7 separate regions of the Mus musculus genome follow, and regions 1, 2, 3, 4, 6 and 7 are each linked to region 5. A link is a contact called in public HiChIP or PLAC-seq data. All regions are on one chromosome and are shown on one strand. The core of a region is the stretch at or near the end of the contact, and the rest is flanking DNA. Distances in the headings are between cores, read along the strand shown.

Region 1 (2,700 bases), core at 33-2,532, 420 kb after region 5:
GGGATTCTGTCGGCTTCTGAAAAAGCTGAATAGTAAATTGTTTGAGGCTGGAGTCACTGTTCTGTGGTGGGAATGGTATCACATGAGGGAGCTGATGCATTAGGAAGGGGAGGGGGCCCACACCCAGGCGTACACCCTCAGGCTGGGAGAGTGAGCTCGGGCTTTGCAGTCAAGAGTTTGTTTGCGGTTCCTTTTTACTTCTTTTTAGAATACTTTAAAACTTAGTATCTGACATTCCATGCCTGTACATAATGGTGTTTTGTTTTTCTCAGATTCACCCCTGATTCCCATTTTTCACCCCCCCCATCTTATTGATTTACTTATTTTTAAGATTTATTTATTTAGTATTATGTAAGTACACTGTAGCTGTCTTCAGACACCGCAGAAGAGGGCATCAGATCTCATTATAGAAGGCTGTGACCCACCATGTGGTTGCTGGGAATTGAACTTAGGACCTCTGGAAGAGCAGCCAGTGCTCTTAACCTCTGAGCCATCTCTCTAGCTCCATCTTATTTATTTTTGAGGCAGAGTCTCACTATATAGTCCCAGCTGGTCTGGAACTTACTGTATAGACCAGGCTGACCAAGAACTCACAGCAATCCTCCTGTCTCTGCCTCCTAAGAGCTGGGATTAAAGGCGTGCACCACCATGCCCAACCCTTTTTGACATATTGACCGTGTACTCATGAGACCAGTTTCTTGGTTTCAGTCAGCTGCTTCTTTGCAGTTATATTGAAAGGACGGACCCTGGGCTCCATCGTCAGTAAATTCAGACTCCTTCCTTTTCTCCCACGCTGGATTTCCAGGAGGCAAACAGTGCACCCCACAGCAGAATCTGATCTGTTAGCTTTTCCTCGTCCTTTTCAGAGAGAGCGATAGAAGCCCGCAGAGCACTGGGAAACTGGAGAACACCTGAGCTCCAGGATCCGCCTCTGGGATAAGAAACTAGTTCAGCAGGAAGGGAGCACGGCCAGCCCCTTAAGGGTCACATGCTTAAGGTGCCCAATCTCATCTCACATGCTTAATACCTCAAATGTCACCAGGTGGGGAAGACTCTCTAGGGAACGCTGGGAGAACAGTGCGTGGCTGTAGTGGCAAGCTGACCTGAGAACACCTCTTCGTCTTTCTCTATCCCTCTTTGTCCTTGTGTAATTTAATTATGTCCTTTCGTACCACAGCTTTTAAAGTCAAAGACAGTTATTCTTGTTGTCTGTCTGTCACCTTAAATCACCAGAGTCTGTCCCTCCTCTTCTCCTCCCGTCGGTCTTTTCCGGTGCAAAGGACAGCAGTGCTGCTTAGGTTGGCCACTGCTGGTTCCTCTTCCGATCTCCAACACACCTGCTCTTTCCCAGTTAACCGTGAAGCAGCTGTTAATTCTAAAAGGCAGGAGGAAATACCAAAATGCACAGACAGCTTACTGGGAGGCGGGTCACACCCCTGTTAGCAAACAACAGTCAGCAGGTGTTCAGACGTCCAAATGTACTTTTGGAATCATGCAGAAAAACTGTCCTTTTTTTACTTTCAAAACATAGACCAAAACAAAACGGTCTCCATGTGACTAGCCGGGGTCATACTTTAGACTCTGCACCACCCTGCTCTTCTACTGACAAACAGTGAAGGTCGTCGGGCTTCCTGTGAGCTCTCAGTAAAAACTCCAGAGTCAGCCTCAGATCTAGTTTTCAAGGAAGGCAATGAACGTGAGTTGGTTCCCCCCCCCCCCATTTTGATTTTGAGACAGCCTTGAATATGCAATATTCCTGGGGCTCCCACCTCTCAAGTGCTGGGGTCACAGCCACACACACACCCATGCTCAGAGCCGCCCCCCCCCCCCCCCCGCCCTCCACCCTTTCACTATGTAGTCTACACTGGAACTTAACATCCACCTGCCTGAGCTTCTCAAATACAAGAATAACAGATGTTCTGGGACTGCAGGCATGTACTACCACCTGGCTCAAAAGCTGTCTGTCTGTCTGTCTACCACCTGTCTGTCTATCTGTATATATATTTTATATAGACCACCTGTCTGTCTATATCATCTATATCTGTCTATCTATATACCTATATATCTTTAACATAGGGTCTTCCTCTGTAGCCCTGGAACTTGCTATGTAGACCACGCTGGCCTCAGACTTATATTGATCCACTTGCCTCTCTGCCTCCTCCCAAGTGCTGGGGTCAAAGGTGTGTGCTAACCATCCTGGCTTTCTGCTTCTTTGATCATTTGTAGTCTGAGCCTGTATAGCTATCAGTGCAAGTTTTTATGTGTTCTATTATAGTATCATGCATATCTATATTAGGCAGGGTGGTACAGGCCTGTAACAGCAAACACAAAACTCACAAATAAAATATACATATTTATTAGAAAAAATCTGAGTCTTAGATTTTTTTAAAAATATATATTTACTTTGATTTTATGTGCATTGATGTCTTTCCTCCATGTATATCTGTGTGAAGATGTTAGAACTCATAGAGCTGGAGTTACAGACAGTGGTGAGCCGCCATGTGGGTGCTGGGAATTGAACCTAGGTCCTCTGGAAGAGCAGCCAGCCCTCTTAACCACTGAGCCACCTCTCCAGCCCTGAGTTTTAGAATGTTATTGAAACCATTGAAGATCTCCACCAAGCAGGATAGCCAGGGCTACACAGAGAAAGCCTGTCTCGAAAGACTAAGGCATATACCACCAATCCTAGCCTTTCCCTTT
Region 2 (2,700 bases), core at 109-2,608, 460 kb after region 5:
AACGGAGCCTTCTCCCTTTCCTGTCCCTTCTTGATGGCTTGATACTTCACCACCTCCATTCCACCTTCCTGACGCCGCACCCCTTTAATACAGTTCCTCGTGTTGTGCTGACCCCCAATCATAAAACATGTCTGTCGCTACTTCAGAACCGTAACCTTGTCACTCTATGACACTCTGTGTGTAAGTATCTGTTTCCCAGTGGTCTTAGGCGACGCCTGTGAAAAGGTCACTGGACCCCAGAAAAGGATCTCAACCCACAGGCTGAGAATCACTGCTTCAGAGCCTGAGTTGCCTCTGAAATGTCTGGGACACTGCTCTTCATGTTAGATAGATAGCTTGGTACATGTCTTCCTGTTTGATGGCTTGTATTCCTGATACCCCATCTTGCTTACTTCATCTATAAAGACTACATTTATTAAATCAAAAATTGGAGGGTTTTATTTGTTTTATAAAGAGCTATGATACTTAAAATACAATTGTCATGGAGAATTCTAAATATTTTACTTTAATCTGGTAATAATCTGAAGTCTTTTCTATTCAAATAAAGGAGAAAGTCTTAGAAATTAATCTCTCTCTTTTTTTTTTTTTGAGACAGATCTTATGAATCCTTGGTCAACCTGGAACCCATTATGTAGCACAGGTTTGCTTATATTAATTAATGTTAATTAGCTGGGCAGTGGTGGTGCACATCTTTGATCCCAGTACTTGGAAGGCAGTGGCAGGCGGATCTCTGTAAATTTGAGGCCAGCCTTGTCAATATACAGTGAGTTCTAGGACAGTCAAGACCACACAGAGAAACACTGTCTCGAAAGAAAGAAAGAAAGAGAGAGAGAAAGAAAGAAAGAAAGAGAAAGTTAATTAAAGAAAAAAAGGATATATAGATAATAGAATGTTTCTAGAACTCCAGCTTGTAGTTAATATTAGAACTGGACCGGTATAGTGATGAATGCCTTTAAATCCAGCCCTTGGGAGGCAGGAGTTGGAGGACAGCCTAGTCTGCATAGCAAGCTCCAGGGTAGCCAGTCTTAAAAAAAAAAAAAAAGTATTTGTAAGGAACATATCTTAAAAACTATTTTGTGAGTTGTAAATAATGTGACTCCTGATGCCTCAGAGGCAGGATCCATCCCACCCCCACCCCCATCGCAGAGAGGAGCCGAGCTCTTGGACAGCGTTGCCAAGCTAGTGAACTCACCCCAAGGCAAGCTGTTGCGCTAGTGTGTCAGCTCCAAGCTCTGAGTCCTGAGAGCGCAAATCTACCGCCCAATGAAATGATACAAGAGCTGGAACTTTGGGAACCGACTCCAAGATCTCACTGCAGTGCTCCCTAGTCAGAGCCCTGTTGGTACCTATGAGTAAGAGACTTGAGACTGTGCGTGGCCTCAGTGACCGTTGGAACTTACGGCGCCATCGCTGGGCGCACACAAACTCGCCTGGCAATGCCTGCTATGCTCCCAAAGACCTCTCAGACCTCCATCAGTGCCAACTTCCCAGCCTGCCTCAGCGGAAGGACTTCCGGGAGGACACGGTGGACATCCTCACGGGAAAAGATTCCCCAGTGGAACCCTGCAGCAGCATTTCTGCCCAAACAACTGACTCCCGCTTGGTGAGATGACTGCTTAACTTCTATATTAGCATGATATTATAGGGACGGTTTGTGTGGATAAATCGGCCATATTCGAAGACAGATCTTGTGTGGCATCCTAATTGCTGAAGCTGCTCCTATAGGCCTTACTCTTCGGTGTTATCACGACCATAGACTTTAGGGCTGGAGAGGCAGCGCTTTGCCTAGAATCAAGCACCGTTGTTGCCAAGGGCCAGGGCTCACAACTGTCTGTAATGTCTCCAGGTGCCCTGATGCCGCCTTCTTACCTCTGTAGGCACCCAATGCTCACAAACTTGGAAACCAAAATCCTGTAGCTTGTGCTCACAATTTCAGGGTGAAGTACTCTACTCCAGCTCTGAAACTTTTTAAAAGGCCATTGTACTGACACTTCCTCAAAAGGGACTCCAGAGGTTGGTGCCAGAATTTACTGGGATCTCTGTGCAGGGTGTGGTATAAGCAATTTAAATAAATTCTAAGCTCCTTGTAAACTCATGGTTTAAAACTGGCCTCTTAATGTTCTGAGGAAAAGAGTAACAAGCCATAATCAGTCAGGAGCCATACTTTCTGTGTGGCTCATACTCAGAATCCCAGCATTTGGGAAGCTGAGGCAGAAATACTGGCTGGAGTTCAAGGTCTCAAAACACAGCAGCAGAACAGAGAGCCAAAGAGCAGTGACTGGAGGGGCTGCCAGCTGACTAGGAAGGAAACAGTTAATCTCGTCTGAAGCCTCTCTTGTGGGAGCATTGTCATCAAGCAAATGTCTTGATGAGGTAGATCCAACAGCGCCCACTGAAGACAGGTCCACCAGATTTTGTGATGTCACCTTATTTGGGGACTGTAATTAAGCTTCTTAAACTGAGAGCATCCTGGACTACTTAGGTGTGTAATGAATTCACTGCCGTTTCTCCTCAGAGTCAGAAGAGGAGACAGAAGACACATTGGCCATCTGAAGGCAGAGACTGAAGTTACAAGTCTACAGGCTAAAGAATGGCAGTCGAGGAACAAATCTCTCCCGGGGCCTCCAGAGACAGTGAACCCTGAGATGCTTTGACTTCATAAACTTCTTGCCTCTAGAAGATGGGAAGGTATTTTCTTCT
Region 3 (2,700 bases), core at 129-2,628, 400 kb before region 5:
ATGGCTCAGAGGTTAAGAGCACCGACTGCTCTTCCGAAGGTCCTGAGTTCAAATCCCAGCAACCACATGGTGGCTCACAACCATCCTTAATGAGATCTGACTCCCTCTTCTGGAGTGTCTGAAGACAGCTACAGTGTACTTACATATAATAAAAATAAATTGTTTAACTAAAAGCATATATATTTAAAATAAAACGACTCAAGGGGTTGGGCAAGGAAATTATTTGGAAGACAATCGCTTTTAAAACCAAGCTGAGGGCTGGCGAGATGGCTCAGCGGTTAAGAGCACTGACTGCTCTTCCAAACGTCCTGAGTTCAAATCCCAGCAACCACATGGTGGCTCACAACCATCCGTAATGAGATCTGACGCCCTCTTCTGGTGCATCTGAAGACAGCTACAGTGTACTAATGAATAATAATAAATAAATCTTTTAAAAAAATAAAATAAAACCAAGCTGACTGTCTCTGTGTGCTCTGTTTCATCTGGCTAAACAGCTGAATAGATGCTCAAAGGTATAAAATCCGTAGGTGTGAAAAGAAGTGGCATATGGAAGGGGAGATCCGGAAGCACGCCTATGTTCCTGGCTTGCTGGTCAGCACCCTTTAAACTATGCAGGGAGTGTGCAATCCGAGCTTCCTGAAGCAGGAAGCTGCGAGTTTGAGGCCACTCTCAGGTGGGGTGGGGTGAGACATTGCCCACCCCCATCTCCATCATCTGGCAGCCTCACAGTTGCCTGCCAGTAAGGAGCAGGTGAGCCCTCTCATCCAGACCGGTGGAAGGAAACCTGAAGATGCAGAGATCTCCCCACCCAGGAGGAGCCCTTCAATTCTGATTAACAGAGCTCCAGCCACCCTGGGCCTGACCACATCCCACCAGGGTGTGAGGTCCGAGTGGACACAGGATTTCTTGGCTCCTCGTTCTCGTTGGGCTCCAACAGTTCAGGTACCTCCAGCCCTCTCACCCATTAGGCTCCTATCTCCTGCAAGAAGTGCCCATGGTTCCCAAAACCCGGCCGTGCACTACGTTCAGAGTGTGGTCAACAGTGGTCTCGATGGCCAATCTTTCCCACAATTCCGCGGTCTTCATGAGGGGCCAGCCCTCGGTTGGCTCCAGCTCTCGCGAGAGTACGGTAATGCCCGTTGCAGTCCAGACTGGCCTTCCCGGGCTTCAGAACAGCATCCTCCCTGGCTTTCCGCCCCCATCCTGCCACTCGCGCTCCGTCCTCGGATTGGCCGAGAGAGCTGGTCAGTTGTTCTCCCATCAAGAAAACGTTTCGGCGACTAGTCCTTCTCTGGCCCCGCCTTCGGAGCCTGCGGATTGGGTGGCTCCGTGTGACGTCACGACCCTCCGAGTCACCGGGTACCAGCCAATCAGGAGCTTGGCGTATTTTACAAACCGGGGAAGCAGCAGCAGCCGCAAGCAGAAGCAGAAGCAGAAACCCAAGAAATCGGCGAAAAACCCGAGGAAGTAGAGGTGACCCGGAGGGCCTCCTGGAATGGTGCGGCACGAGGATCTTAGAGGGGAGTCCTGCCGAGGTTCCTAGGGAGGAGAGCAGTTTGGAGCTCCGGGGCGAGATAGCAGACTTAGGGTTTCTGGAAGAGTTGCCAGGAGAGCGGCCTTGCTGCCGGTGCGGGCTTCTAGGCACATGGATTGGGACCAAGGGGAAAGAATCAGGGATATCAGCACCCATGCTTTGAGAAGTGATTTGCTTTGGTCCTCAGTCCTGTCTACCTTCTTCTCTCATCTCCATTATAGCCGCCATGACTACCCTCCAAACCAATAAGGATCCCCATCTCCGAGGTGTATCTCCCAACCCTAGCAAGATTCCAGTACTCTCCCAAAGATGCCAAGATTTTTCCTCAGTCAAGTCGCGCTCTCTGGACCAGGAGAACCAAGATCCGAGGGTAGGAGGGGCTGGACACAAGGAGGCACCTCGAGTCAGCAATGCACCCCCACCCCCCATCCCCACCCCACCCCCGCACTGAATCCCAGCTTTTTCCCCCTTCCCCCTAGACACCAGCACAGAAACCACCGCGCAGTACTCAACGTCAACGTCCACTCACTGACACGGCAGGCCTCAGATCGAAAACCTTGCACCAGACTGAAAAATCACCAAGCTTGAAGACCCTGCGGAACCCTCTGGAGGAACTCAAGCCTAGCTCTGGGGGATCAAATGTGGGGCTTGTGACCCATCCCCAGACAGGTACCTGTTCCAGACCTGGGGGCAGCCTACTTGGCTGAGTGAGAATGGGAGACCCAAAGTGGAGGTCTTGCATACTGCAAGAGACCTGGGTTTTGTCCAGAAACCTCTTTGCTCTGAGAAACCATCACTTTCAGCAAAATGCCATCTTTTGCCTGGCATGGTGGTTCATGCCTCTAATCCCAGCACTTTAGGAGGCAGAGGCAAGTGGTCTCTGTGAATTGGACACCTTTTACCTATTGAACTCCAGGCCTAAACAATTATATTGTATCTAAAAAAAAAAAGACATCTTCTGGGCCTTTTTAGCAACCCTGGGCAAGACAGTCACAGTCATTTGCTCATTGTTATGCTGAGTCTTTATAATCTGTCCATACTTCAGCTTTAATTCTTCCTTTTCAACAATAAATATATATATATATTAAAGATTTATTTATTTATTATATGTAAGTACACTGTAGCTGTCTTCAGACACTCCAGAAGAGGGAGTCAGATCTTGTTCC
Region 4 (2,700 bases), core at 190-2,689, 340 kb after region 5:
GTCTCCAAAAAAAAAAAAAAAAAAAAAATGGCTGATGAGACACTGTTTCTCTATGCAGCCCTGGCTGTCCTAGAACTCACTCTGTAGACCAGGCTGGCCTTGAACTCAGAAATCCACCTGCTTCTGCCTCCCATGGGTCAGAATTAAAGGTATGTAACCACCATACTTCACTTTTTTTTTTTCAAGAGAGAATCTCACTATGTAGCCCTGGCTGTCCTGGGATTTGCATTGTAGACCAGGCTAGCCTTAAACTCAGTGAGACACACCTGCCTTGCATTGTAGACCAGGCTAGCCTTAAAATCAGTGAGACACACCTGCCTTAAACGTGTGAGTCATGGGAGGTTACACCTGGCAAAGTTGATTCGCAAGCCAGGTGTTGTGGTGCGTGCCCATAATCCCAGCTTCTGGGAGGTAGAGACCGGAGGATCAAGAGTTCGAGGGCAGCTTCTGAGAACAGCCTGGGCTATGTGAGATCCTGTCTCTGCCCCACAGAGAAGCTGACTCAGCACATTATGAAGAGTCCTGTACTCCTTCACTCCTTCAACTCCTTCTACCTTCTCACCTGGACCTTCCTTCAGACTCCCATATTTCCTAAAAACCAAGGATGGAGGGAAGAAGAGCAGGGTTTAGGGGAAATCGGATTTTGCTGACCTACAGATGGAAATGGTGAGGTGTTCATCTCTTAATATCTCAATGCATTAAGTGATAAAAAATTTTTCTAGACAAAATGGTTTGTTTATATAAGAAACACACATGGGATGGTGATGACTGACTGATTGGGGGGGGCACAGGGGCAGCTCGCTGTGAGGGGAGCCATCCCTGGGCTCTATAAGAAAGCAGGTTGAGCAAGCCAGTAAGCAGCACCCCTCCATGGCCTCTGCATCAGCTCCTGCCCGCAGGTGCCTGCCCTGACTCCCCTCAGTGATGGACAGTTACCTGGAAGTGTAGGTGGAATAAACTCTTTCCTCCCAGTTTTTTTTTTTTTTTTTTGGTTCTGGTGTTTTGTGTTTTATCACAGCAATAGAAATCCTGATAAAGGCAGAGAAGTGCTTTTCTCCAGATACAAGATGTTTGTCTACGCTTTCTGTATTTTCAAGTGTTTGATAAAAATTGTATTAGCCTTACAATAAGCGGAAAAGGAGGAGGAGGGGGAGGAGGAGGAGGAAGAAGAGGAGAGAGGGAAGGAGGAAGGGAGGGAGGGAGGGAGGGAGAGAGGGAGGGAGGGAGGAAGGGAGGGAGGGAGGAAGGGAGGAAGGGAGGGAGGGAGGAAGGGAGGGAGGGAGGGATACTTTGTATCTAGTAAGCTAATTCAGTAGTTTACAATCTGGGCCAGGAGAAACAGCACAGCTGTCTGAGTCCTCCCTGCTCTTGCAGAGGACCCAGGTTCCGTTGCCAGCAGCCACACGGTGACAGCCACACGGTGACTCACGCTCAGCCACAGCTCCAGCTCCAGGGATTCCGACGCCGCCTTCTGACCTCCACGGACACCAGGCACCCGTGTGGCACACGCATAAAATATAAGACTAGTTAAGAATCCCACAAACCCAACAACCAGCGAAGCTGTCGGGATGACGCGCTCGGGCGGCGCTGGTTTTGAAGTAGCTGAGCGTACATAAGAAAAAAAACGCCCAGAAGAGTGTTTCTTCTAAATATGGTATACATCGCAGAATACAGCCCAAAGAAATTACTCAAGACAAGACTCTTCTGCCAAGATGCTCAGAGCTAGAAGAGAATCTAATTATTGGGAAGTGATGACACAGCATAATGAAACACGTCCCCATAAAAGGGGAAGCCCATGAGCTCGGAAGATGCATTCTTGAACTATGTGACAAAGACTAAACAGTGACAAAGTAAAACAAATTAAGGGAGGTGAGCATTGATTAAAGCCCAGCTTTAAAACCCAGATACGGGCTGGGCGTGGTGGCGCACGCCTGTAATCCCAGCACTCGGGAGCCAGAGGCAGGCGGATTTCTGAGTTCGAGGCCAGCCTAGTCTACAAAATGAGCTCCAGGACAGCCAGGGCTATACAGAGAAACCCTGTCTCGAAAAACCAACACCCCCCCCCAAAAAAAAAAAAAAAAAAACCATATACACTGGGCAGTGGTGGTGCATGCCTGTAATCCCAGCACTCAGGAGGCAGAGGCAGGAGGGTCTCTGTAAGTTCAAGGCCAGCCTGGCCTACAGAAAGAGTTCCTGGACAGCCAGGGCTACATAGAGAAGTCCTGTCTCAAACCCCCTAAAATAAACAAACGGAAAGAAACAGAAATTCAGTGGAATGGGAAAACAGAGAGCTTATGATGTGTGTGTGGCAGGTGCCACTGGTTGGAAGCAGGAAGCAGGGAGTTGGCGTAAATCAGATCAGAAGAGATGTCTGACCTGTGGCTGATACATCAACAACAGCCATTCAGGGAAAGAAACTGAAAAATACCAGGATTCCTCAAGAGGCAACTTTACATCTAGATCCTTCCTTATCTCGCAAAGGACTGAAGGATCACACGAAACCATTAATCACAAACTTTAATTTATATGGATGTGTCTTTTATAAGACACGTTCAGCTACAGTGAGGAGTCAGGTACAACAGTCAAACTTTCAAACTATATAAACTAGAGGTGACATACTAAACCAATTAAAAGTTAGGTTAATAGGAGTATGAATGCAGGGGTGGTAATATACACCAATCTTCCCAGAGCTTGGGAAGA
Region 5 (2,700 bases), core at 36-2,535:
TTACAATTTTAAAATCTTTTTTTTAAAAATGTTTTTCTTTTCTGTTTTTCTGCTGGTTTCCTATACCACGGTGACACGTTTACAGGGACACACACCCAGCTGGTTACTGTAGTCTATAACCAAAAGCTCTCCTCAACTGAGACCCTCAAAGGTCTTCACCACCCACCAATGTCTCTTTTTTGTCGTTTTTGGAAACATGGTCTTAGTAGCCTAGGCTAGCTTCAGACTTGTGGGAATGCTTGTCTTCTGAGAGCTAGAATTACACGTGGGCAAAAGGTCTATCCCTGGACTCTGGTGATGGAATGTGGAGCGAATGGCGGAGGGTCCTAACCATTTGTAATGTTGGATAAAACTGCCCGCTTCACTGGGACATCCACTAACTAGCTACAAATAGGCGAGACTGTTATTTCCTTATTTTTGCTGCGGTTTGACTCTAATCATTACATGTCTGAAAACACTCTGCGGTGGGAAAGGTGGTTAAGGCTTCCTCCTCTGGCCGGATGATCTATTTTCTTTCTTGATCCCTCTCTACTGTTCACCGTTGTACTCTGTTAGCACAAGTAAATAAGGATCTGGCTCCAGGTCTGTCTTGCACTGTATATCTACAGCCTTAAGTTTCAGCCGTGATTACGTCACCCTGGCTCTTATCTTTTAGGAATCAGGATTCCCAGATTTTTTGGGGGGGGGAAGGGAAGGGGATCCCCGTTCCCCAGCCAAGAAGACCAGCAAAGCAAGAGAGGAGGCAAACGCCGGAAGTCCAGATCAGACGGTCCTCCTCCCCAGCGGTCTGGCGGGAATTTTTGGAATGAGTTGTGGATTGCTCAAAATTCCTCACTCGGCCGTGGGGCCCCAAAGGGAGGGCTGGGACGTGCACGTGTCTGTCAAGGCTATACTTTAAAAGCCCACTCTGGGCTTTGAGTTTTGATGCCACGCCCAGGCCAGCACCACGGAGGACGCGGAGGCTGACCATCGCTGGGCTCCCGGCGCTCCGATCCCTGCCGCGTCACTCACCCCGGAGTTACACCCCACGTCGAGCCCTAGGATCGGCCTCTTCTCGGGACCCTCGGGAGGGAAGAGCTGCCGAAGAAGCTCCGGGGGCAGAAGGCGGAGCCTTTGCTCGGGAGGGTGGAAGCGGGAATAATGAGGGAAATTTCCGAACGGGGCGGCCCCGGGTTCCAGAGCCCCCGGATGCTCTTCCTCCACAGCCTCTCCAACGCCCCCTCTTGACAATGTCCCGTCTGCGGCCATCACGCTCTGTCCCTCGGTTGGGGCGGAACCGGAAGTCTGGAGCCCGCGGAGGGAGGGGGCGAGCGCAGCGCCAGCGCGCATGCGCCTAGGGTAGAGGTCTGAAAGAAGGTGAGTTTAGGTAGGTGAGAAGACCCCAGTGCCTAGTCGGGGCTTTCGGTATCCTATTGGAGGCCGTGATCGTCCCCTCTTACTTAACGGACTTGCCCAACTTGAGTTGAACCTTGGGCCACTGACCAAAGCAAGGAGTTTGTGGGGGTCTTGAAAGTGAAGTTGGTCCAAGTTTCTTTCTTTTCAGATACACAAAGTGAGCTGTAAGGAAGGGGGATTCCTTGTCTGGGGAGTATGTGTGTGTGTGGGGCCTGTGACGGGGTCACACAACAATGCACTGACACAGGAACTTGAGCCTGGTTTAGAAAACGTAGCTGGAAGCTCTAGAACACTTAAGGTGCCACAAGGGGACCGACAGACATAGTAACTATAGACTTCATTCCAGAGGATGGAGTTGCTACATTGATACTTTTCAGCTGTGAACCTCCTATATTTATCATAAATCCTGGCGCACGGTTGTTCAGTAAATACTTGTTGAATGAAAACTGTACAAGATGCAAGTGACTAAGCCGTATCTGTTTGGGGGAAGAAAGAAAATGGGAGAACAGAGTTAAATTGAAAGAGATGTGTTGAGATAAACTTAAGACCAAAAGTGGGCCGAACTCTGTAAAAATGGTTCAATCAGGAAATGCTTGCTGGGTAAGCTCGTGGACCTGAGTTCGGATCCCAAACACCCACATAAAAAGCAGGGTGTAATGGTGTATGCCTGTAATCCCAGACTAGCAGATCTCTGAAGTTTGCCGGCTAGCCAGCCTAGCTGCGTTGGTGTGTGCTCCAGGCCCACTGAGAGATTCTGTCTCAAAAGATAAGGTGGGAAATGATCGAAGAAGATGCCTGCCATCCGCCTCTGGACTCTACACACGTGTACACACGCTAGGAAATAGTAATACTTTAAAAGCTTTTTAAATGTGGTCTGGGGTGGGGAAAGCTGGTGAGGAGAGAGACTGAGGAGTCAGCCTCCCTTAGTCTCTGTTCTATTGCTGTGGAGAGACAGGTAACCATGGCAACTCATTAAAAAAATAATTGGAGGCTTGCTACAGTTTCAGAGGTTTAGTCCATTATCATCATGGTGGGAAGCAGTAGCTGAGAGCTAGACCCTGATCCATAGGCAAAAAGAGAGTCCAGGCTTAGCCTGGGCTTCTGAAACCTCAAAACCCACCTCAGGTGACAAACTTCCTCCTACAAGGCCACACCTCCTAATCCTTTCAAAGAGTCCCACCCTCTGGTGACTATTCAGACATATGAGCCTATGGGGGCCATTTTTATTCAAACCACCACATGGCCTAAGCAGTAAGTTCGGTTTAGAGGTAAGGAGAGCCCAGCCTGTTAGAATCAACCCATGGC
Region 6 (2,700 bases), core at 20-2,519, 420 kb before region 5:
TGCTGCATTCTGGAAGTAGTGTGTCACACAAAGGTCAGACACCAGCCTTTCTGCTAACTGGGGTGTGGGGGCGCTGTTAAGGGGTGTAGCTGTGTATTCCTGTCATGTCTGTGCACACATGCATATTTGTAGCCTCTACAAAGCTGGCTCAGTGAGTATTGGGCAAGTTATCTGTGGACCTGTCGGAGGACTTCTCTCTCTAACAGGCTGTAGTGGCTGGGTATCTCTCCCATCTCATCTCCCTTTATCTGCACCATGTCTGGGTACCTGCATCTCCTCTGCACTGGAGACTGGTGCCTACTAGTCTATATGTCTTTCAGCCCTGGCAGCTGCTATCCCCCACCCCCCTCCCCTTCCTACTTCAGGAATTCCTCTGGTTCCCGTAAGGCCCGTGACTGCCCAGCAGATGGTGTGGAGGGGGCACCAATCCAGTAAAGGCTGAAAGTGTACCACAGGCCCACTCAGCCCCAACAAGAGTGGGCACCTCACAGGCCCTTTCATGGCACAGACCCTTGGAACCCCGACATCCTCAGCACCCTGTGAGGTGCCCACTCTTGTTGGGGTGGGTGTTACGTCCGAGTTTGGGGGCTGTGTCTTTAAGATGGAAACATCACCATGCAACTTCTGCTGGTCCAAGGGCGGGGGTGGGGGTGGGAGAGCTGGTCAGTCCATTAGCTGCAGAGCTGGCGCCAATCACCAGCCCTTTACCGTGCCCTGGGGAGTAGGCAGAGATAAGCTCTTCCCCAGCTCCCTCTGCCTCAGCCCTCGGTTGTGGCCAATGATGGGGGGCAGTTGACAACAGGTGAAAGGAGAACCCCAGTTTCAGGAGACAGGAGGAGGCACGAATTCCCTGGCTTAGGCCAGGTTAGCTCTCCCTCCACCTACCCCACTTCTCATTGCTCAAAACTTGCCCTTTTCCTCAGGTCCTCATATTCCCTAATTTTTACCCCCTCTTCTGAGAGGGCACCCCAGGTCAAGCCATGTCCTCCCATTCTAGGCTCCAGCGTTGGATGCATGCTCTAAGGTAGACCTTAGCCCACCTCCATCACATCCCGGATCTCAGCCAGCAACAAGGGGGAATCAAGCAGGCAGGGTGCCAGCAACCAGGAGAGGGAAGGGGTGGTGTCCTCTCTCTGCAGGGTGGGGCATCCCCCTCCCCACACAGCCCAAGGCTGAAGTCAGGCCAGTGGGAGGAGCTGTCGTGGCCCCCCACCCCCCCTCCCCGGAGACCGCAGGGCTATAAAGCCGCCCCGCATCGGTCTGCAGCTCCTTGCCACCCGGCCTAGTTCTGCCAAGCGCTGAATGCCATCTTCCGCCAGCATGAGCCATCATCACTCGTCGGGCCTGCGGTCCAGCATCAGCTCCACCTCGTACCGCCGGACCTTTGGGCCGCCGCCCTCACTGTCCCCCGGGGCTTTCTCCTACTCGTCCAGCTCTCGCTTCTCCAGCAGCCGCCTGCTGGGCTCGGGGTCCCCGAGCTCCTCGGCGCGGCTGGGCAGCTTCCGTGCCCCTCGAGCGGGGGCACTGCGCTTGCCCTCGGAGCGCCTCGATTTCTCCATGGCCGAGGCCCTCAACCAAGAGTTCCTGGCCACTCGGAGCAACGAGAAGCAAGAGTTACAGGAGCTCAACGACCGCTTCGCCAACTTCATCGAGAAGGTGCGCTTCTTGGAGCAGCAGAACGCAGCCCTGCGCGGGGAGCTGAGCCAGGCGCGGGGCCAGGAGCCGGCGCGCGCCGACCAGCTTTGCCAGCAGGAGCTGCGCGAGCTGCGGCGCGAACTGGAGCTGCTGGGCCGGGAGCGCGACCGGGTGCAGGTGGAGCGGGACGGGCTGGCGGAGGACCTAGCGGCGCTCAAGCAGAGGTCAGAGGGCAGGACCGGGCCTGCCAGACGCTCCCTTCGCTCCCCCTGCCTTCCCCTCCAGATCCAACAGCCCTAGGGCGTGGCCGGGCTGGCCAACCCCAGGGCGAGCCTGCAGCATCCAAGCCAGCCCCCTCCCTGCACTTTGCTCCGAGAGCCTAGCGGAAGTGACCAGACATTAAGGGGACTCCCTTCTCTGTTCCTAGTCCGTTAGACGGGCAGACTGAATCCCTCCTTTTAGATCCAGGACAGCTGCATAAGCAGATGGGGGCGGGGTGCTGGATGTGGCACGAGGTCTGGGAGGTCACCCCGCAGTTCAGCATCTTCCCACTCTGCCTGTCAGGTTAGAAGAAGAAACCCGCAAGCGGGAGGATGCGGAGCACAACCTGGTGCTCTTCCGTAAGGTGAGTGAGGGGTCACGTCGAGTCCCAACACCCCAGCTGCACCCCCAGCTGCGTCTCCAGGGTGGCATCGGTGGGTTAAGGGAGGCCACTCCGTGCTTCCGAGACAGACAGGGAAGACCTGGCCCTTCCCTGGCCTGAGGAGCCCTCCTATTGATCCCCTATTCCCGTTCGCGAAGGACGTGGACGACGCCACTCTGTCCCGCCTAGAACTGGAGCGCAAGATTGAGTCTCTGATGGATGAAATTGAGTTCCTCAAGAAGCTACACGAAGAGGTGGGTGGTCGGGGTGTCTGGGAAGGCTTGGGAGAGACCTCGCTGAAGCTGCGCAGACAACAGGGATGCGTTGTGATGACAACCCCACCCTTTACAGGTGTTTTTGACTCCCACCCATGCGCCACCTGTTGGCGATAGGGGTAACTACACCCTGAACCTGACAACTGG
Region 7 (2,707 bases), core at 6-2,505, 360 kb after region 5:
TGCTTGCTTTTGTCTTTTAAATGCTGTCTGGCATTTAGGGTGCCTGGTGTCCGAGGAGGCCAGAAGAGGGCATCAGATCCCCTTGGACTGGAGTTACAGATGGTTGTCAGCTGCCAAGAGGATGTTGGGAACTGAACCTGTGTCTGCTAGAAGAGCAGCTGGTGTCCTTAACCACTGATCCATCTCTTCCTCCTTAAGATGGCGTTTCTCTGTGTGGTTCAAGCTAGACTCCACCTTCTGGGCTTCACTGACCCTTCTTCTGTGTGGTAGCACAGGCTACCACAGAGGCTGTGAAGCTCAAGAGACCCAACCTTCCTGCAGCGTGCAGGATTAAACCTATGGCCATACCTGCGCTGGGCACGTGCTCCTCACTGGACTTTCTTACCATCTCTCAAGTGTAGCGCCAGAATTCAGGCCTCGGACTTTGTTTGGAAAAGTGGGAAGGGCACTTTGAAGACTCAAGTTGAGGGGGAAAACAAAAAACAAAAAAACCCACTTGCAATGGCATTCTCTAAGCAAGACCCAGTGTGGGGTGGTGGCACTGTATGCAATTTCTGGTACTCAGGAGAATCTGTGTCCAAGGCCAGCCTGGGCTACACATTAAAACCTGCTCTCAAAAAAAAAAAAGAGTTCTATAATTAAAATCTCATGCCACTCCCTTCCCAGAGTTCTGGTAGTCATCTGGGACCACAGATGACCATCCCATCCCCTCTCCCTCACATATGGAATCTAATCTTGCAACTGTTCACTCCCCACAGCTGTGAGGCAGGCAGCTGACAGAGGACACTAAAATTATCTGGAGGATAATCACAGTGTCTGAAATATTTCTAAGGCCAGAAAACAGAGTTCCTGAGCGATGACCCTTGCTTGTGTGCTTTCGGATAGAGAGAGGAACTCTGGGCCTAAAGAAGAAAACACGGGAACTCCCAAGGTTAGGTTTATTTTATTATTTCTAGAACAATTTCACCACAAAAATGTCAAAGAGAAGCAAAAGAGGAAGCCATCAAGGAAGGTCTGAGAGCCTCTTTCATTGCTGTTATTAAATAAGCCCCCCTCCCCCCCCACACCCCTAATTCCGTACCCTCTTTAGCACGGGGATTCAGTGGTAAAAGGGTGCTGGCTCAGCCAGAGCCATGATATGGGGAAGAGGACACAACTGGTGGGGGCTGAGGGATCGGTGGGCCGGACTGACCAGTTCCTCAGCATGTGACTAACCTCGTGACCGACCTTTAATCACAAATTCCTTATAGGCCAGAGTGGGACAAAGGTTAGGCAGGTGTGGTTTCAAACTCTGTCAGCTGCTGGGTGCTCTTCTCAGTGCTAATCTACTCAGAACCTAAAACAAAACCGCCATCAGGGCAGGGTCTGGGCTCAGCCCTTCCATCTCTCCAGAACTGGCAGTGGAGGCTCTTCCGAGGACCTCAGGGAAGACGACTCAAAAATAACAGGGCCAGATTCCCTTTAACTTCAAAAATATTGATTCAAACAGGAAACCAAACTCTGCCAGTTAACCTTTATCAAGAGAAGAATCATATGATGCTGAAACCACAGGGAAGGGAACCCAAAGCTCTTCAAGCTGCCGTTAATAGGACCTTTCTTATGCCAGGGGCGATGGTTTACAAAGCAGAGATCTAAAAGTGTATAAATTTATAAAGAGCTAAGTGTGGAGATATAAAGAGCCTGAGACTTAGGCTCTGTTGCCAGGAACAACTCTTCTGTACGCATAACTATAAGATGAATCCCCTTTCTTGCCCCAGAGAGGGTTTCTCTGTGTAGCTCTGGCTGCCCTGGAACTCGATCTGTAGTCCAGGCTGGCCTCAGACTCACAGAGCGCCTCCTGCCTCTGCCTCCCAAGTGTTGAAATTAAAAGTGTGCACACTATGCTCTGCTCTAATTATTTATTTATTTTAAAGTAACTCTTTAGTCACACAAACAAACAAACAAAAACATAGTCCTATAGCCATCTTTGGGAATATGTAGTGAGTATTAAAGTAATATTAGCAGCATGTTTCCATTTAATATGAAACCTAGGAAAGAAATCCAGGCTGAGCCCTTCATTTTTTTTTTAAGATTTTCTAAAAAAGATTTATTTATTTATTATATGTAAATACACTGTAGCTGTCTTCAGACACACCAGAAAAGGGCGTCAGATCTCATTACAGATGGCTGTGAGCCACCATGTGGTTGTTGGGATTTGAACTCAGGACCTTTGGAAGAGCAGCCAGTGTTCTTAACCGCTGAGCCATCTCTCCAGCCCCTTTTCTTAGATTTATTTACTTATTTTATATATAAGTACACTGTAGCTGCCTTCAGACACACCAGAAGAGGGTGTCAGATCTCATTATGGATGGTTGTTGGGATCTGAACTCATGACCCTTGGAAGAGCAGTTAATGCTCTTAACCGCTGAGCCATCTCTCCAGCCCTTCATTTTTATGGCTGGCCCCACTTCTGTATTTACAATTAATATTGATAATACTGTGTGCGTGCTCGCGTGCCTGGAGAGGCTAGAAGGAGCCTGCTGTCCTCTGTGCTAGAGTCAGGGGTGTCTGTGTGTCACCTGATAGGCTGCTGTGAACCAAAGTCTGGTCTTATAAAAAGCAATCTGTACTCTCAGCCTCGGAGCTGCCTCTCCAGCCTGGCTGGCTGTCACATTTCCATGCCTTTATTTTCTGCTCCCCTGGAATGTCCCCACCATGTTCCTAATCC

What was found. HiChIP or PLAC-seq counts read pairs in DNA pulled down with a chosen protein or histone mark.
Region 1: a contact with region 5 is called in an H3K4me3 HiChIP or PLAC-seq map of embryonic stem cells, with 5 times the contacts expected there. The contact joins the enhancer-like site here to the promoter of Bcdin3d in region 5. A contact is called at or near these places in 3 of 39 promoter capture datasets (the 3T3-L1 cell line, the SN4741 cell line and hippocampal neurons), 2 of 484 Hi-C or Micro-C datasets (cortical neurons and ventral hippocampal neurons), 8 of 115 datasets of contacts at active chromatin or transcription factors (T-cell acute lymphoblastic leukemia, embryonic midbrain, embryonic stem cells and 1 more) and 1 of 9 other capture datasets (embryonic stem cells).
Region 2: a contact with region 5 is called in an H3K27ac HiChIP or PLAC-seq map of embryonic stem cells, with 7 times the contacts expected there. The contact joins the promoter of Fam186a here to the promoter of Bcdin3d in region 5. A contact is called at or near these places in 2 of 39 promoter capture datasets (embryonic stem cells and hippocampal neurons) and 7 of 115 datasets of contacts at active chromatin or transcription factors (embryonic forebrain, embryonic stem cells, extraembryonic endoderm stem cells and 2 more).
Region 3: a contact with region 5 is called in an H3K4me3 HiChIP or PLAC-seq map of stem cell-derived neural progenitor cells, with 4 times the contacts expected there. The contact joins the promoter of Troap here to the promoter of Bcdin3d in region 5. A contact is called at or near these places in 5 of 39 promoter capture datasets (embryonic stem cells, hippocampal neurons, liver and 2 more), 3 of 115 datasets of contacts at active chromatin or transcription factors (embryonic stem cells, extraembryonic endoderm stem cells and stem cell-derived neural progenitor cells) and 1 of 9 other capture datasets (pancreatic islet).
Region 4: an H3K4me3 HiChIP or PLAC-seq map of bone marrow-derived macrophages shows a contact between it and region 5, with 5 times the contacts expected there. The contact joins the enhancer-like site here to the promoter of Bcdin3d in region 5. A contact is called at or near these places in 9 of 115 datasets of contacts at active chromatin or transcription factors (bone marrow-derived macrophages, embryonic basal ganglia, embryonic forebrain and 4 more) and 1 of 9 other capture datasets (embryonic stem cells).
Region 6: a contact with region 5 is called in an H3K27ac HiChIP or PLAC-seq map of embryonic stem cells, with 6 times the contacts expected there. The contact joins the promoter of Prph here to the promoter of Bcdin3d in region 5. A contact is called at or near these places in 3 of 39 promoter capture datasets (hippocampal neurons, liver and stem cell-derived epiblast-like cells), 1 of 15 datasets of contacts at CTCF or cohesin (embryonic stem cells), 2 of 484 Hi-C or Micro-C datasets (embryonic stem cells and liver) and 4 of 115 datasets of contacts at active chromatin or transcription factors (T-cell acute lymphoblastic leukemia, embryonic stem cells and stem cell-derived neural progenitor cells).
Region 7: a contact with region 5 is called in an H3K27ac HiChIP or PLAC-seq map of embryonic stem cells, with 5 times the contacts expected there. The contact joins the enhancer-like site here to the promoter of Bcdin3d in region 5. A contact is called at or near these places in 2 of 39 promoter capture datasets (cranial neural crest and neural stem cells), 1 of 15 datasets of contacts at CTCF or cohesin (the NIH/3T3 cell line) and 6 of 115 datasets of contacts at active chromatin or transcription factors (bone marrow-derived macrophages, embryonic forebrain, embryonic stem cells and 1 more).

Annotation. Positions count from the first base shown.
Region 1 is chr15:99,889,614-99,892,313 of GRCm38.p6, forward strand. No RefSeq gene overlaps it. Among named protein-coding and RNA genes, the nearest start is that of Lima1, 16 kb to the left of the region's middle. Within about 2 kb of position 1,283, at least 127 of the 459 cell types and tissues checked have an H3K27ac peak or open chromatin away from gene starts, as enhancers often do. A contact at or near this core is called in embryonic stem cells, where this site is marked.
Region 2 is chr15:99,930,300-99,932,999 of GRCm38.p6, forward strand. Fam186a (family with sequence similarity 186, member A) reads right to left here and starts at 1,359. Exons shown (of 4, transcript NM_028180.3): 1 at 1,193-1,359. Gm21917 (a long non-coding RNA gene) reads left to right here and starts at 1,081. Exons shown (of 4, transcript XR_003951483.1): 1 at 1,081-1,603; 2 at 2,516-2,688.
Region 3 is chr15:99,073,595-99,076,294 of GRCm38.p6, forward strand. It overlaps Troap (trophinin associated protein), which reads left to right and starts at 1,379. Exons shown (of 14, transcript NM_030159.1): 1 at 1,379-1,498; 2 at 1,756-1,904; 3 at 2,014-2,203. The coding sequence starts at 1,761. It overlaps Gm34284 (predicted gene, 34284), which reads right to left and starts at 1,075. Exons shown (of 3, transcript NR_155351.1): 1 at 962-1,075.
Region 4 is chr15:99,813,337-99,816,036 of GRCm38.p6, forward strand. The region is part of intron 4 of Lima1 (LIM domain and actin binding 1); the gene reads right to left. Among named protein-coding and RNA genes, the nearest start is that of Gm17057, 3.3 kb to the right of the region's middle. Within about 2 kb of position 1,440, at least 21 of the 459 cell types and tissues checked have an H3K27ac peak or open chromatin away from gene starts, as enhancers often do. A contact at or near this core is called in bone marrow-derived macrophages, where this site is marked.
Region 5 is chr15:99,473,445-99,476,144 of GRCm38.p6, forward strand. It overlaps Bcdin3d (BCDIN3 domain containing), which reads right to left and starts at 1,286. Exons shown (of 2, transcript NM_029236.2): 1 at 1,012-1,286. The coding sequence starts at 1,248.
Region 6 is chr15:99,053,905-99,056,604 of GRCm38.p6, forward strand. Prph (peripherin) reads left to right here and starts at 1,270. Exons shown (of 8, transcript NM_013639.2): 1 at 1,270-1,859; 2 at 2,200-2,260; 3 at 2,437-2,532. The coding sequence starts at 1,303.
Region 7 is chr15:99,834,141-99,836,847 of GRCm38.p6, forward strand. All of the region lies in intron 2 of Lima1 (LIM domain and actin binding 1), which reads right to left. It overlaps Gm17057 (a long non-coding RNA gene), which reads left to right. Exons shown (of 2, transcript XR_384452.3): 2 at 39-1,881. Among named protein-coding and RNA genes, the nearest start is that of Gm17057, 18 kb to the left of the region's middle. Within about 2 kb of position 1,256, at least 66 of the 459 cell types and tissues checked have an H3K27ac peak or open chromatin away from gene starts, as enhancers often do. A contact at or near this core is called in bone marrow-derived macrophages and embryonic stem cells, where this site is marked.